Regions from separate parts of the Mus musculus genome. Here regions 1 and 3 are each linked to region 2. The links are chromatin contacts, called in public Hi-C and HiChIP or PLAC-seq maps. All regions are on one chromosome and are shown on one strand. The core of a region is the stretch at or near the end of the contact, and the rest is flanking DNA. Distances in the headings are between cores, read along the strand shown. Region 1 has its middle 75 kb from the start of Gm23815. Region 2 has its middle 64 kb from the start of B130024G19Rik. Region 3 has its middle 6.2 kb from the start of Gm36260.

Region 1 (4,847 bases), core at 1,514-4,013, 860 kb before region 2:
TGGAGCAAGCATGTTTTAAAATAGAACAGGATTTTTAAAAAGAACAGCAATGTTTTCTGGACTTGTAGATAATTGCCTGTGATAGTTATAAGAGGAAATTAAGGTTTGAAAGTGAGATGTTCACACTGACTGGAGAATTATGTGTGGTGTCCTCATGGTCCTGTAGTATTAGACCTGCCTCCAGCTCTATGAGCTCTGTGAAAACCTGTGGAAACACCAGCAACAATCTCAGAAGTCTGGCCTCTCTATAGTTCTGACATCAAGGTGTTATCAATTTCACCTAACTCGATCTCTAGCCCTCTTTTCCTTCCTTCCTTCCTTCCTTCCTTCCTTCCTTCCTTCCTTCCTTCCTTCCTTTCTTCCTTCCTTCCTTCCTCATATGTTATATATATATTCATTGCATTTTTGCGTCCACCTCTTGTCTTAAAGTGGATATTCCTTCCAGCTTTTGGTAGTTTTATTCAGATGACTTCTGTGGACCCCAAGAGTGAAAAGACTGGACAATGATTGAGTTTTAGGTTAGTGAGTTCATTTCAGCATAATATGGCTCCTTTACAGATAGGTGTCTAAATCAACTTGCATCCTGAATAGCAATGATAGACTCTTCCTTTATGTGCTGTGTCTAGTACATACTCAGTGAACAACCCATGAATCAGTGCTCAAAGAAGGTTGCACCTGATAGGCATACAGAGAACAAAACAAGAATCCACAGAAACCCCCACATGTGGAGAGCGCATGATTTACCTGGAGAACACTATAGTCCAAGCCCATTTCAGGGATTCCTTTGTCCTCAGAGATTCCTCATTACATGGGTCCCCATGTCATCTCCAGTTTTACAAGTACAAAGATGGTCGGAAGAGGTTTGAAACCTCAGGTGACTAGCACACAGAATAGCAACTGGACCCAGTGACACCTAAGCCTGCCAACCACAATGCCAGTCAAGAGAAAGAGCAGGAGAAAGGAACAATCAGACTCCTTGTCAGCAGACTGTGACTCCAGGAAACAGAAGTGGAAGATCTGTAAAGGGCAGAGGACCACCAAAACCAGCAGAAGGACCAACAGAGATGCTCCCCAGTTTAGCAATAAAGAAGGGGCAGCTTGGGAATTTGCTCTCATCATCCCGAGCTTTGAATTCATCACTTTCCTCAAATATAAAGCACTGCTTATAGTCTCCTTGTCTCAAGACTGTCACATGATCTAATCTTGGCATTTAGCACCTGTGACATGACATCACCAGGCCTTTACTCACAGTCATTAATTTATGAATGGTGGAATCCATAAGTTAAGGAGAAAGCGCTATCAAATACTACATACATAGTTACATATAGAAATATATAAAATGTGTTTATTTAAATGTTTGTACATACATGGGCATCTACATACATGTAAAGAAGAAAATGCAACTTTAAGTTCAAGCATCTTTATTAGCCATGGCATACTTCTCTCCTTGTCCAAAGAGAGCTGAATTCCCCATGCATTTGACCATCTGCGAATTTTAAACCTTCTGTGACACATTTACAAGTCCAGTGTTTTTTGTCCCCAAAGCCCACTCTTTCTGCTTGAAGTGGGCAGGCAAGCTGCACACACGGCCTGGCAGAGCCCGGGTTCACTGTAGCTATGGGAAAACTGCCTGCAAAAACACTTAGGGAAAAAACATTGCATCCAATCTCGAAAATTAGTATTAACTTCAGATGTTCAGATTTGAGTAGGGAAGGCTCTGGTCGACGAAAGACAGGGTCCAGTTATCTCACAGAATAACACAGTTGTAAATCTGAATAAAATTAAAAAGAGATCAAACCCTGTAGACAAATGCTTTGGCTAAATGCCCTCTCTTGTGATCTGAATACCAACTACTGTGTTGTATAGTCATTTATAAAGGGGCTTGGAGGTAGGCAATAGTGTGGGGGGGGAGGGTCATTAATTTCAGCCCACCCAGAAAGGTGTTAACTATGCCCCATCCTTCTGGCTAGATGATAATGAAGCCGCCTCTTTTGTGCCTCCCCAGAGGAGGCATATATACTGTATTACTCTACAACACTGTTAGTACAGTGTGATTGCAGTGAATCAAATCTTGTTTATCCTAAGGATGGGGTGGGCTTGCCCAGCTAGGGGTTTTATTTTTAATTGGGGTTCACAGCAGACTGAACAACCTCTTAGTTGAAAATTCTGGATAGCTCTGGGGGCACATTTGGTTAACCCTCTCCCTGCTGATGCCTACCACCCTTCCCAGGGATTGCTGAATTTCATCCACAAAACGCGTTTGATCCCACAAAAGACATACTAAAATATATCTTTCTGAAGAACCTATATAATTTGAAGGAGACTCCCAGAGTAAACATTGGGATTTACTTTCGTGACTCTGGGCTAAAAACGTATTGTTATTCTCCACTAAATATTTTCCAGATTCATTTTGCACATTGAGATTTGGGGTCCTGAAGATGTTTCAAATGACTCATGTAGAACATGAGGACATTAGTTAATGAAGCAAAGACTAAGTTCTGCCAGTACATGTTGGCTGGCGACATGTGGTTTCTGTTCTGGTGACATCCATGCAGTTACAGGAGAAAGAGAAGACTGTGCCATGGATTTTTAATCTGGTAGTTGCTAGGACGGCATCATTTAGAACTCTAAGGTACTGTTTATTTTCTGCCTGAAGTGGGCAGCCAAGCTGCACACATAACCTGGCAGAGCCCATTAGGGGCAGCATCACAGGGAGGACTCTGTGCTTTGTAGTGACTTCTGGTACGCCCATGGTGGGTTTCAAAGCCTCTTCACAGAGTGACTCATGGGTGGTAGGCTTCAGTGTCTCTTTATTCACTGACTCATGGGTGATGTACCAGCGTGGGAAGAACAAAGGTTTTGAAATCAGAGTCGGTTCAACTTTTTCCCGAAACTCAGTGTGATTATAAAATTAAAAAAGAAATATAAGGCTGGGATAATAGAACAGTTAATCAAGTGTTTCCATTGCCCCAAAGGGGTTGTGTGTTCTGTTGCCCAGTACCTGGGTGCCACATACTTATAATTCCAGTGCTGCAAGGCAGAAGCCAGAAGATTTCTGAAGCTTGTGGGCCAGAGAAAACTAGCCTACTGATTTTCTTTCTCAGAGGCAAGATTCACACCACTGAGCAACCCTGTCTAAAAAATACATGCCCCACCTAATCACAGCCACATAGGCACACACACACACACACACACACACACACACACACACACACAGAGAGAGAGAGAGAGAGAGAGAGAGAGAGAGAGAGAGAGAGAGAGAGAGCAAGAGAGAGAGAATCCAAAGGGACATAAGTTTTGTCAGCACTTAGTAGCATATCAAATAAAAATTGAACAGGAATTTCCTGGCAACTTGCAAGTATACAGTTCATATATTTCTTGTAGCCCTCACTCATGAACACAACATCTAAGTCTTACCGTTTCTTTATATGTATATATTTTGGAGGAAGAGATGTCACAGATTTATCTCTGATACCTTCTGATGAAGAGCTCAATGAATGTTCATTGAACAAGTGCCAGTAGCCCAAATAGAGTCTAAGTAATGTTTCATTAGAAAGCAAACTTGGCCAGAATAGACTCTATCCTATGAGTAATGATTAAAGAGGATTCAAGGATGGTCATTTGTTATCAAAATGCAATATAACATGCTGGCTCCAGGGTTCAGAGGGTAAAGTGACTAAGAGGAGATAGAACTATTTGCCATGATGGAAATACAGTTAGTTTGGGAGGATGAAGTAAGTGACCCAAGGTTTAAATGGGACCACAACCAACAAGTAGGTTTTCCCTGGAGCAGAAAAACAGGAAAAGATTTTTGTATTGGGTTCAATGGTTAAAATAAACGTGACATAGAAAGATGCATGTGTGCACTGTGGAAAAGCATGTTTTAAGTACAGACACTTGTCACTTTCTGCAGCTCAGAAAGGAAGCGATTATGAATGATACCCCCCCAAAGAGACAACTGACAAACAGAAATTCATAATAATTTCATATACTAAAGTAGGTTTGGAAATAGGGTACCTTACATATAGAACTTACGCTTCAATAGAGATAACACAGAGACCAAAGTACATGACTAATATTCAACACCCTTTTCCACGTCTCCATGTGAAGCAACAGGAATCACTTTGTCATCTTCAAAATTGGAAATTATGATCAGTTTGAATTAGAAATTACATATGATTTGACTTTTTAAAATAAATAAATAATTTTGGAAGTTAATAAAGCATTTAAGCTGGTATTTAAATGTAATAAATTCTAGACTCTCAGTATTTTCCAAGTGAGAAAGCACACCCAAATATGAGGGTTCTTACTTCTTGGTGTGGCAAGCAACCTGACACTGGGTATCAATATTTCAGACTCGAGAGAGGAACATGTTTGTACCACAGTGAGATGACATCCAGACATCCATTATGTGCATTAAAAAGATAGAAAGATAGAAAGAAAGAAGGCTAGAAAGAAAAAGAAAGAAAGAGAGAAGAAAAAGAAAGAAAGAAAGAAAGAAAGAAAGAAAGAAAGAAAGAAAGAAAGAAAGAAAGAAAGAGAGAGAGAGAAAGAGAGAGAAGGAGGGAGGGAGGAAGGAAGGAAGGAAGGAAGGAAGGAAGAAAGAAAGAAAGAAAGAAAGAAAGAAAGAAAGAAAGAAAGAAAGAAAGAAAGAGGAGGATGTACTAGGGTACTAGGAAAGGGGGGTAAAGAAGGGACTGCCTAAAGCAAGCTCAAAATTTAATTGGTACAAAACAAAAGGAAGAATTATGTGTGGGTCAAATCAGACCTTGGAAGGAGCTGATAAATGGGAAGGAAATGCGAACGCTGTCTTTAGAAATGAAGTGCAAAAGCAACCTGCTTGCTTC
Region 2 (4,719 bases), core at 1,303-3,802:
TCCAAAGAAGTTAGCCCTGCCCCTTTCCTTTAGGTGATTGCTTAATGGGTAAAGTGCATGCCATTCATGTGTGAGGATTTGAATTTGGGTCCCCAGAACTCATGTAAAGCTGGATATGGTGTTGCACGCCTATAATTCCAGTGTTTTTGTTGTAAGAAAGGAAGCTAAGTTAGGCAATCCAAAGAACATCGAAGCCTCACCAGCCTGTCCTACAGAGAGAGTCTGTTTTCAGTGAGGGTTCTCTGACCTCTATACACATGCCACAGCACACACATACCCACATTTCCACACACGGACATGTTCAATCTATGCACATGGACAAATATTGAGAAACGAAAGAAAGATAGCCTTGGGTTATCTCCATGAATGAATTCAGTGAAGTGTTTGGAGATAAGTTTGTGAAGAAGGAATTAAAATATTGACAAAGGAGATTTTCTTTAAAAATCAGTTGAGACAAAACAGACCATGACACCAAGCATCTGAATGAAAAGGAGAAAACAGTTTGGAAAAAGTTTGGTGGTTTGTTTACTTGACACCGTACATCTGGATCTGACAAACATCTGGATTTCAACTTTTCCCCCCACCCCACTGGGCTTCACCGGAGTGTGCAGGATTTTGAAGTGAAAGATGAAAGAACATGTTCACTATCAATATTAGTACATTTAATGATGAGACTATGAAGCTCAATTAGTCTCTTGAATACTACTTACTCTATTTAGCATATCACATGATGAACAAAATCCTTTCCCAGACAAATAAATACAGAAAGATACAGTCACTCAGTTTTAGACTAAAATTTGGCCAGGTGTGGTGGCACATAGCTTTGATGCCAGCACTTGGGAGCGAGAAGCAGGTGGATCTCTGAAGCTTCATGTACAGAGTAAGTTCAAGGACAGTCAGAGCTATACAGCAGGACCCTGTCTCAAAATGTTGGCAACAACAACAACAACAACAATAACAAAAATTTGACTTAAAACATATTTAACTTGACCACAGTTTGCTGACTTCAATTTCTCTAGGCCAAAATCTTTAAAGCGCTCAACTAATTTTTTTTTTCTCCCAGGGAATGCTTCTCTGTGCTTTATGAGGCTCTGTTAATTCACAATGTGTTTTGATAAAAGTAAAATTTAGTAAACACTTAGTAACATAGGAAAAACATCTGGTAATAGATGTCTCCTTTGCCAAATGAATTATCTCAGCTGATAAAAATCAGTGTAAACCTGCTCTCCTCGCTGCCTTCTTCATGCCCGCCCGAGGCTGAACCCGGAAGAGGAGGCAACTCAATTTGAACTTCAAAGAGTCTGTCAGTGAACAGCAACTTACGTAACTGTGGATGCTTTTCTGTCTGTGAGTGTGCACTGTCACAAGCCCACCTGAAAAAGTTAGCATGGATATTGGACATTGTCTTTCTAGCTTATTCCCAATCCAATCAGTTATACTGAAAATAGGCTGCTGGCTTTTTATAGTCTTAGCTTCTCAAAATGATTAGTGCTTCCTTGAGATACTCCATTAATTGGCCACACAATCCAGGCTGTAAAGGCTGAAGCCCGAACATATATGGAAAAATGAATGGCTGTTGCAATTTAAGGGCCTTCAAAAGATCTAATTTGATTTTTAAAAGTGATCTTGAAGATAGGAAAATTAAAGGTACTCAGAAACAAGATCTGGTTTAATGACAATGTAGATACAAAAGCATTTTAAGGTTCTAGGAGCCTTGTGCTGAATTCTCTTTTTATTTAGCTATTAGATTGGAATGATTGGGCCCACAATGGGAGAGAATTATATGCTGGATTTTATGGGCGGTTATTTCCTTGATCAAATCATTCCATTCTTCCCCAACTTATTTCTGAAGTGAGTTGCCATCTCTCTTTGTAGATTTTCAATCCCAGAAGTCATTAGTGAGATCTTAGATTTTAATAAAATAAGTCTCTTTGCTTGCTTTGTTTTAACTATTTCATTATTGAGCCAATTCTTTTCATTCCAGCAAATGGTACATTTATTCCCACTTAGAAAAGAAAACAAACAAACAAACAAAAAAACTCAAAAAACAAAACACCCACAAAAACCAAAAATAAAACTTCCCCTCCATTCTAATGACATCTTCAGTCATTAATGAGTTAATAAAAAAATCTTAAAATCATCTGGGCTAGATAAGGGGGAGAAAAGAAAGCATCGTTCAGCATCAGGCTTTTGGGGCTGCCCTTCCAGATGTCATGGGTCAGTCATGTTAAGAATGTGTGCGTCCAATCGTCTGCTGATTTTTATCAGCAGGCTCTCTAGCAGGAGCTGACAAGGGCCAGTTTGCAAGTCCCGATGAATAAACAATGGCTTTTTGGATTGTTGAGGGCTGTGTAATAGAGCGAGGAGTTTATGTATACTAAAGCATGATGACACTAGCAATCAATATGCCAATTACCAGACAAGTTATTGGAGGAGGCACTCACATGTCTTCAGCCTCCTCCTGCTTTGAAGGGGCCCCTAGAAGGGAGAGTCCCTGTTCTCAGAAACAGGCGGGGTCCAGGTCTTGGAGTTCAGACCTGGATGATGAGTCACTCCAGGAGTTGAGTGAAAAGCCACAAGATTGCCTGCCCTTAGAAATTCCATCTGGGTGTGTGTGAGAGGTGGGGCTTAGGTATCTCTCTCTCTCTCTCTCTCTCTCTCTCTCTGTGTGTGTGTGTGTGTGTGTGTGTGATGCAGTGTATATGTTTGTGCATGCACTTGTGCTTGTATGTGGCAGCCTGTGGTTGATGTTACACAGCTTCCTCTAGGGCAGCGGTTCTCAACCTGAGGGTTTTGACCTCCTTTAAGAGTATGAACAACCCTCTCAACTGGAAAACACAGATATTTGCATTACTACTCACAGTAGTAGTAAAATTACAGTTATGAAGTAGTAGTAAAATAATTTTATGGTTGGAAGGGAATCACCACAACATGAGGAACTTTATTAGAGGGTAATACAGGAACATTGAGAACACCCCCTCCCCCCACTGCAGCCTTCTCCCTCATTTTTTGAGACAGATCTCATTGGAACTTACCTTTACAAGCATACACACACACACACACACACACACACACACACACACACACACACACGAGTTGTTCTAGGTACCCAAACTCAGATCCTCATGTGGGGTTTCTTTTTGCAAGAAATTTACCGACTGAACCATTTCCCCAGTCCTGGGGTTTGGTATGGTAATGCTTATCTGACAGGTATTGGATTGTTATATAGTGTATCTTCTCAGGTTTGTCCCCTGACCAGGAGTGAGAGTGTCACTTGAGAGCTTATTAGAAATGCAGGACCTCAGGATCTTCTCTAAATCTAGGAAAAGTGACGACAAGCCATTGCAGTACACGCGATGTCTCGAGCCCCACGGCTGTAGAATAAATAAATGTCTGCACTCTACTCATTGAACCAACAATGGTCAAGCTCCCCAAAAGATGGCTGCTTTGCTGCTGGTACTCGACAGGATGCTAAAGTTTGCAGATGATTTACGTAAAAAGTGAGGGCCAATTCCTGAGATTATCTTCAAAGTCGCTAATAGCAATCTCGCCATATGGTTAGATGTATTTTTTTTTCAAAGGGGAGCTTACATATCCACATGGATCTGGAACAAACTGCTGTGTTGCTAGGGGTGCTCGTGGACATCTGATTTTCTGCTTTTACCTTCCAACTACTGGGGTTTACAGATGTGTGCTACTGTAGTCAGTCTCGTGAGCTAGGGATAAGATACAGGTCCTTGGGCCTGTGAGGCAAGCATTCTACCAATTGAGCTACATCCCTAGTTGCTAGGTTTTTGTGAATGAGCCTGATGTGAATTACTTTAAGAAAGAGAAGAATAGATTTTTGTCTATTATTTAAATAGAGAAAGTGAGTGGATTTGTAAAACATATTTTTTAAAAAATCTATTTGTGTGTGTGTGTGTGAAGGGGAGGTTTGCATGCTGTGTGCCATGGTGTGCTTGTAGAGGTCAGAGGATTATTTTGGGGAGTTAGCTCTCTATTTCTACATGTGTGGGGTCCGGGGATTGAACTCACGCCATCAATCTTGGTGACAAGCACCTCTACATGTTGGACCATCTCTCTGGCCTCATTAATACCTTTAATGAAGAGGAATCAGAAAGAAAAATCAACAGATATGAAGTATTTATTTGATACCTCTCTACTGTTCCTTTGGCAGTCAATGCTGTGTTTGAAGGGCACAAGTCTTTGTGTAGTGGAGCGTGGTCTACTGTTTCCATCATATACCTGTCGAACACCCAACCTGCCTTCTTGAGGGGGAGGTGAACAATCACCTACTCATGGAGGAGTTCCCAACTTCTTATATTTTGATCTAGAATCTTCCTAAAAAGTCAGCTGAGAGTGTGCTGAACTTTCATAAAAGGTGGATTAGTGTAACGTGTGTGCCCTAGGCATTAGTGTCCCACAGAGAACATTTCAAAGCAGAGTCACAAGAAATAATACAAAAAAATTTAATAAGTATTTGAGTCAAAGTGAGTTAAACAGGGCTGTTTGCATACAGCAGACTTTCCCAAGCCTTGAACACATTACCATGGGTTCTCTGCTAGGGAGATGGCTGCCACTGGATTTGATTATCAAAACTCCTTTTTAAAAGATGGTGGCACACACCTTTAATCCCAGCACTCAGGAGGCAGAGACAGGCAGATCTCTGGGTTTGAGGCAGGACAGCCAGGGCTACACACAGAAACTCTGAGAGAGAGA
Region 3 (4,616 bases), core at 1,318-3,817, 960 kb after region 2:
GAAGACAGCGAAAGAATTCTTTTCAACTTTTTTTTTTTTTTTTTTTTTTTTTTTTATGTTTCACTCATTTCTGTCTCTGTCTCCTCCCGGGCCTCCTCCCCTCCTCTGCCCCCTCCAACCTCCAGGCCTCCCCCAGCCTCCTAGGCCCTCCTTCGCCCCTTTATGTTACACGATCGCTCAAATTGAAGCTCAGGAGGGTCCTATAGGGAATGCATAGGAACCCTGGGAGAAAAAAGCCCCAACAAGCTATACACCAGATGTATAATGTTATATGGTCAAACTGGCAAACACAAAGGCTCAAAAACAAAAGGCGTGAATTAGGGAGAGGCATTCAAAGGCGTGTTTTCAAAACAGCCAGCCAAGAGCCAGGATCCCCCTCCTGAGACTAAATGCTTGAAAGAAAAGGTGCTAAAGAAAGAAAGGAAAAGAAAAAAAATTTAAAAGCCCATTTTTTCTAATTAGCTGAGGCCTAACAGGGCCCTGAATTTAGCAACTAGTTTTCATCAAGGGGGCTGTGCCTGCGAATCTGGAAAAGATGCTTTGAAACCTATGATGTAGGCCTTCTTCCAACCAAAGCTAGGCTGGGTCCTTGGGTTGTTTGTTTGTTTGTTTGTTTTGTCTTTTTTTTTTTTTTTTTTTTTTGTGCTACTCCTGGCTTTGCTTTTGTGGATCTACCTTGCTTCATATCACATTGAGTCCCCCTTTTTTTCCGCCCACATCCTTTTCCCCTAATGCAAATATTAGCTGGGTATTATAAAAAGAAAAAATAAGCAGAAGAGAAAGCCACAGAGGGGCTCTCTGGCTCTCCTGGTTCTCCTTGCCAGTCACAGTGTAGAACTGCTAAGCAATTCATTCTATCTCTGTACAGAGCACCCAAGGCTTTAGGGAAAGGTGTCACCTCAGAATGTCTGCCTGCTCCTGTGTGCCTGGCTGGGTGCTCTCTGTAAACACTGGTCTTGGACATAAAAGGCTCTCCACCACTGTGAATTTAGACTCTGGAGCCTGATCTCTGGCTGAGGGGGTTGTTGTTTGTTGTTGTTGCTGTTGTTGTTTGATGCGGTTAGGCAAGGTTTTCAAGGCTGTAAGGTATATGGCAGCCCAGCTGTTTGCTCCCTAACCTTGGAACCTTGGCAAAGGACACACACTGACAGAGGCAGTTTTACATTTTATTGTCTTCCTAACTTGTTCAAAAAAGAGGGTGAGGCATGGACTGAACCTCTGCTGCCTGACAAATTATGAATTTGAATTCTTCAAACACATTTTCAATAAGAAAATAAAATAGGACTGGTAGGTGACAGTTGGGGCACAGGCTTCGTTTAGAAGGGAGGCAACTTTAATTGCTTCATGGCCTGGCTCCGATTGCCTGTGGTCCTGCGTGGGGGGTTTAGTAACAAACACTTGTTCTAATGAGTTGGCCTTATTAGGGGGCTCCTCGTAGTCTTTCATAAAGAACAGAGCTATTCTGGACTTCTGAATGCAACAGTCTCTTGATATTCTCACGCTAAAGGCTGTAGTGTGAGATTGCATTTCCTTCCCTGTGCTTGCAAAAGGCGTCTCATTTTTAAAGGCAAAAGAGTGGGCAGCGGAAAGATAAGAAAATACAGAGCTTGCAGGTAGCAGTTATCCCATGGATCCGAGGCCATCAAAGGCACTTGCAAAATTATTATGCTAAAAATGCATTTGCCTTCACAGCTGAACAATCTGGATTTTGGTTCAGTCATCTCCCGGAACATTTTTTTTTTTTTGACATACTTGTGGCAATGGATAAAACAGATTCATTAGCTTTGATTAACCTTCTTTAACTTGAGTTAAAAACCTGCTGGAGGCAGCTGAGCTACCAATGCAGCCTTAAAGATACTTTATCATGTTTAAGACCCAATTACTGTTACACTGAATACGAATAACACATCACAATAAAATGTGGTACAAACAGGCACTCCACTGCACGGCAAAGAGTCATTAATTTATAACAGCGACTTTTCAGTCTCTATGGTCTGTCTGATGGCTGCCCTTAATTCAAGTTGAAGACTCTACAACTGGAGGCTGATATGAGAAACTCTGTTCCCCAGAGGTATTGACTGTTGGATATTCTCCCCCTGCTTTAGGACGCAGTCTGAGAAAACTCATTTGGTAATTTCAAATGAAGGTAGCAAAAGGTAAATTGAGCCAGCAATTTTGTACACACTCTGAGGAAAAGGGGTAGGTATAATAGAAGGGGGGGAAAAACTTAATATGAAACTTTTGGGTTTGGAGCACAACTTTTCAATAATTAGGAATATTTTTCTTTAGAAAATTTAAATATTAAAGAGACAGACCAGTAAACTCAGTTGAGTTTATTTTTAAAAAAGAGTTACAGTGAGGTGAGCAAGGTGGGGAGACAGAGCAGTGCACAAGGAGTTAATTTTGGATTTGACTGAACAGGGAATAATGAACAGTGAGATACTGCAGCTTTCAGGCAAAACAGAGTAACGACAATTAAAAAGAGAGAGGGAGATAAAGAGAAAAAACAATCCCCAGTCAGTTAACTACCAAGAGCAGCCCAGTGTTTGAAACAGATAAACCGGAGGCCACCAGGAATGCTGCTGTGGCCCACGCCGCTGCCGCTGCTGGCTTTGTGCAGGGGTGCATGGTAAACGGTACACCATTTGTGAGCCAACTGTTTGTGGGTTTCTTCTCATCTGCTTTAAAATATTTGGTTTTGCTGTATTTCCACAATAACCACAGCACAGTCTCCCACCCCCCACAACAACAGATGTGTGTTCTAAAAGGAAATAGAGACACTGATATAATCAGACACTAGTTAGAGGGCTTTCATACCAAATTCTCCAGTAAATTCACAACAACAACAACAACAACATCATCAACAACAACAAAAAAAAAACTCACAACCACTGATGGAATTAATCTAAGGTCCTTGATTATTCGAAGTTCTTAAAGTTTTCATTTTGCATTTTGCGTTTGAATGTATAGGGCTTTATGTATCAAGCTGCCACATAATTTTCCCTTCAGTTTGAGCCTGTGACTGTGAAACAATTGGAAACTTAATGCCTGTTCTCTCCAAATTTAGTCCCATTATCGTTTTAAGAATGTGCTCTACTTGATCATACAGAAGGGAGTGGGTGGATGGTTGTTTAGCTGCTAGCTCAGCGATATGTTGGGTAACACATCTCCCTTAGGGCTTGTTTTATTGATGTGTGTGTGTGTGTGTGTGTGTGTGTGTGTGTGTGTGTGTGTGTGAGAGAGAGAGAGAGAGAGAGAGAGAGAGGGAGAGAGAGAGAGAGAGAGGCAGAGAGAGACAGAGAGAGAGAGAAAGATTACAGGGCTATAAGATCTCTTCCTAACAACTAACTAATATTTGTCTTTTCAAAGCAAGAGAACAAGTATATTTGTCAGATATTTGAATAAAACAACCCCCATTTTAATTTTGAAAGGGGATAGTGATTATTCCTTTGAAAATCGTATTTTATCAACAATGTGTCTGTACCAGAGTTACATGACCTTCTAATGTGTATCAATAGCGACTTAAAGAATATTACATGTTCCATATAATATCAGATATTTTAGAGTCTGTTAGACTATCAAGTAAGCATAGTTGTTCTCTCAGATAAATACTTTTGTGATCTTTGGACTATGGCATTTTGGACACAGAGCTATAGTGTCTAACTTTGTTCACTTGAAAAAGCTCATTTCATCTCCTTTCATTTGCAAATGCTAATAGATAGATGATATTCCCACACCAAGAACTAGTTAGGCAAAGAAACTAGGATAGAACTTTTAAAACAATTATAGTGATGATCACTTTGGCTTTCTGCCTCTATATAGAAGCTGGAACCACTTAACCCCAAGCTCTGATCCAGCCCCCAAATGCCTGGAAACTCTCTTGACCCCAGGCCTGGGGAATTCAGAGAGCAATAGACTAGCCTTTCATCAGCCAAACACGAAGGCCCTTTGGCGCCTAGAAAAACTTGGTTCCCTTTCCAGAGACTTAGTCCAAGTTTGTTCCATGGCACAAACCTTGAACTCTTAGTTTACTTCATTCTATGCAATTGCCCCAGTACAACACCACCTCTTGCTTTTCTATAAAGAGGCCTTTTCTGAGCATCTGATAATCTGTTCCGTGGGTACCTGACATCATCATCCTATCATCATCCTAGGACTCAAAATTTGAATTGGATACCAACTGTAGTATGCACTAAATGCAGTGTTATGTGACATTTGTATCTGTTTCCATGCTTACTGCTATGAAGCCCCATACTGCTCATATTGCTTAGATACCTACCAGGACATTAGACTTTGATTTCTTGGGAAGTCCTAAGTTTTTGTTTTTGTTTTTGTTTTTGCTTTAAAAGCAACCCCTGGGCTCTGGCCAGTTTTATTCTAGCTTATTGATCTGAGAAGAGCTAATGACACAATATGTACAAGCAGAGGAAAAGATCAACAGTGCTGAAGTCAAGGTTGTTGGGATTTTCAATGGGCTTTGTTGCTTATATCCCTTGTTCTCTGCACTGTATCATCTCTTATAGCTTTGACCCCAGTGGAACGACTAATGGCTACTCATGACCATAGTCATTAGGTCAGTTAAGCCACAGACTATTTGTCTTCAGTGCCCCACTATA

What was found. HiChIP or PLAC-seq counts read pairs in DNA pulled down with a chosen protein or histone mark. A called contact is a pair of places that touch in the nucleus more often than the background predicts.
Region 1: a CTCF HiChIP or PLAC-seq map of the NIH/3T3 cell line shows a contact between it and region 2, with 5 read pairs. The contact joins two enhancer-like sites.
Region 3: a Hi-C map of uterus shows a contact between it and region 2, with 8 times the contacts expected there. The contact joins two enhancer-like sites. A contact is called at or near these places in 6 of 484 Hi-C or Micro-C datasets (nephron progenitors, neural progenitor cells and uterus) and 1 of 115 datasets of contacts at active chromatin or transcription factors (embryonic basal ganglia).

The regions. Positions count from the first base shown.
Region 1 is chr7:69,571,243-69,576,089 of GRCm38.p6, forward strand. No RefSeq gene overlaps it. Among named protein-coding and RNA genes, the nearest start is that of Gm23815, 75 kb to the left of the region's middle. Within about 2 kb of position 2,764, at least 15 of the 459 cell types and tissues checked have an H3K27ac peak or open chromatin away from gene starts, as enhancers often do. A contact at or near this core is called in the NIH/3T3 cell line, where this site is marked.
Region 2 is chr7:70,426,984-70,431,702 of GRCm38.p6, forward strand. No RefSeq gene overlaps it. Among named protein-coding and RNA genes, the nearest start is that of B130024G19Rik, 64 kb to the left of the region's middle. Within about 2 kb of position 2,553, at least 39 of the 459 cell types and tissues checked have an H3K27ac peak or open chromatin away from gene starts, as enhancers often do. A contact at or near this core is called in the NIH/3T3 cell line and uterus, where this site is marked.
Region 3 is chr7:71,383,709-71,388,324 of GRCm38.p6, forward strand. No RefSeq gene overlaps it. Among named protein-coding and RNA genes, the nearest start is that of Gm36260, 6.2 kb to the left of the region's middle. Within about 2 kb of position 2,568, at least 20 of the 459 cell types and tissues checked have an H3K27ac peak or open chromatin away from gene starts, as enhancers often do. A contact at or near this core is called in uterus, where this site is marked.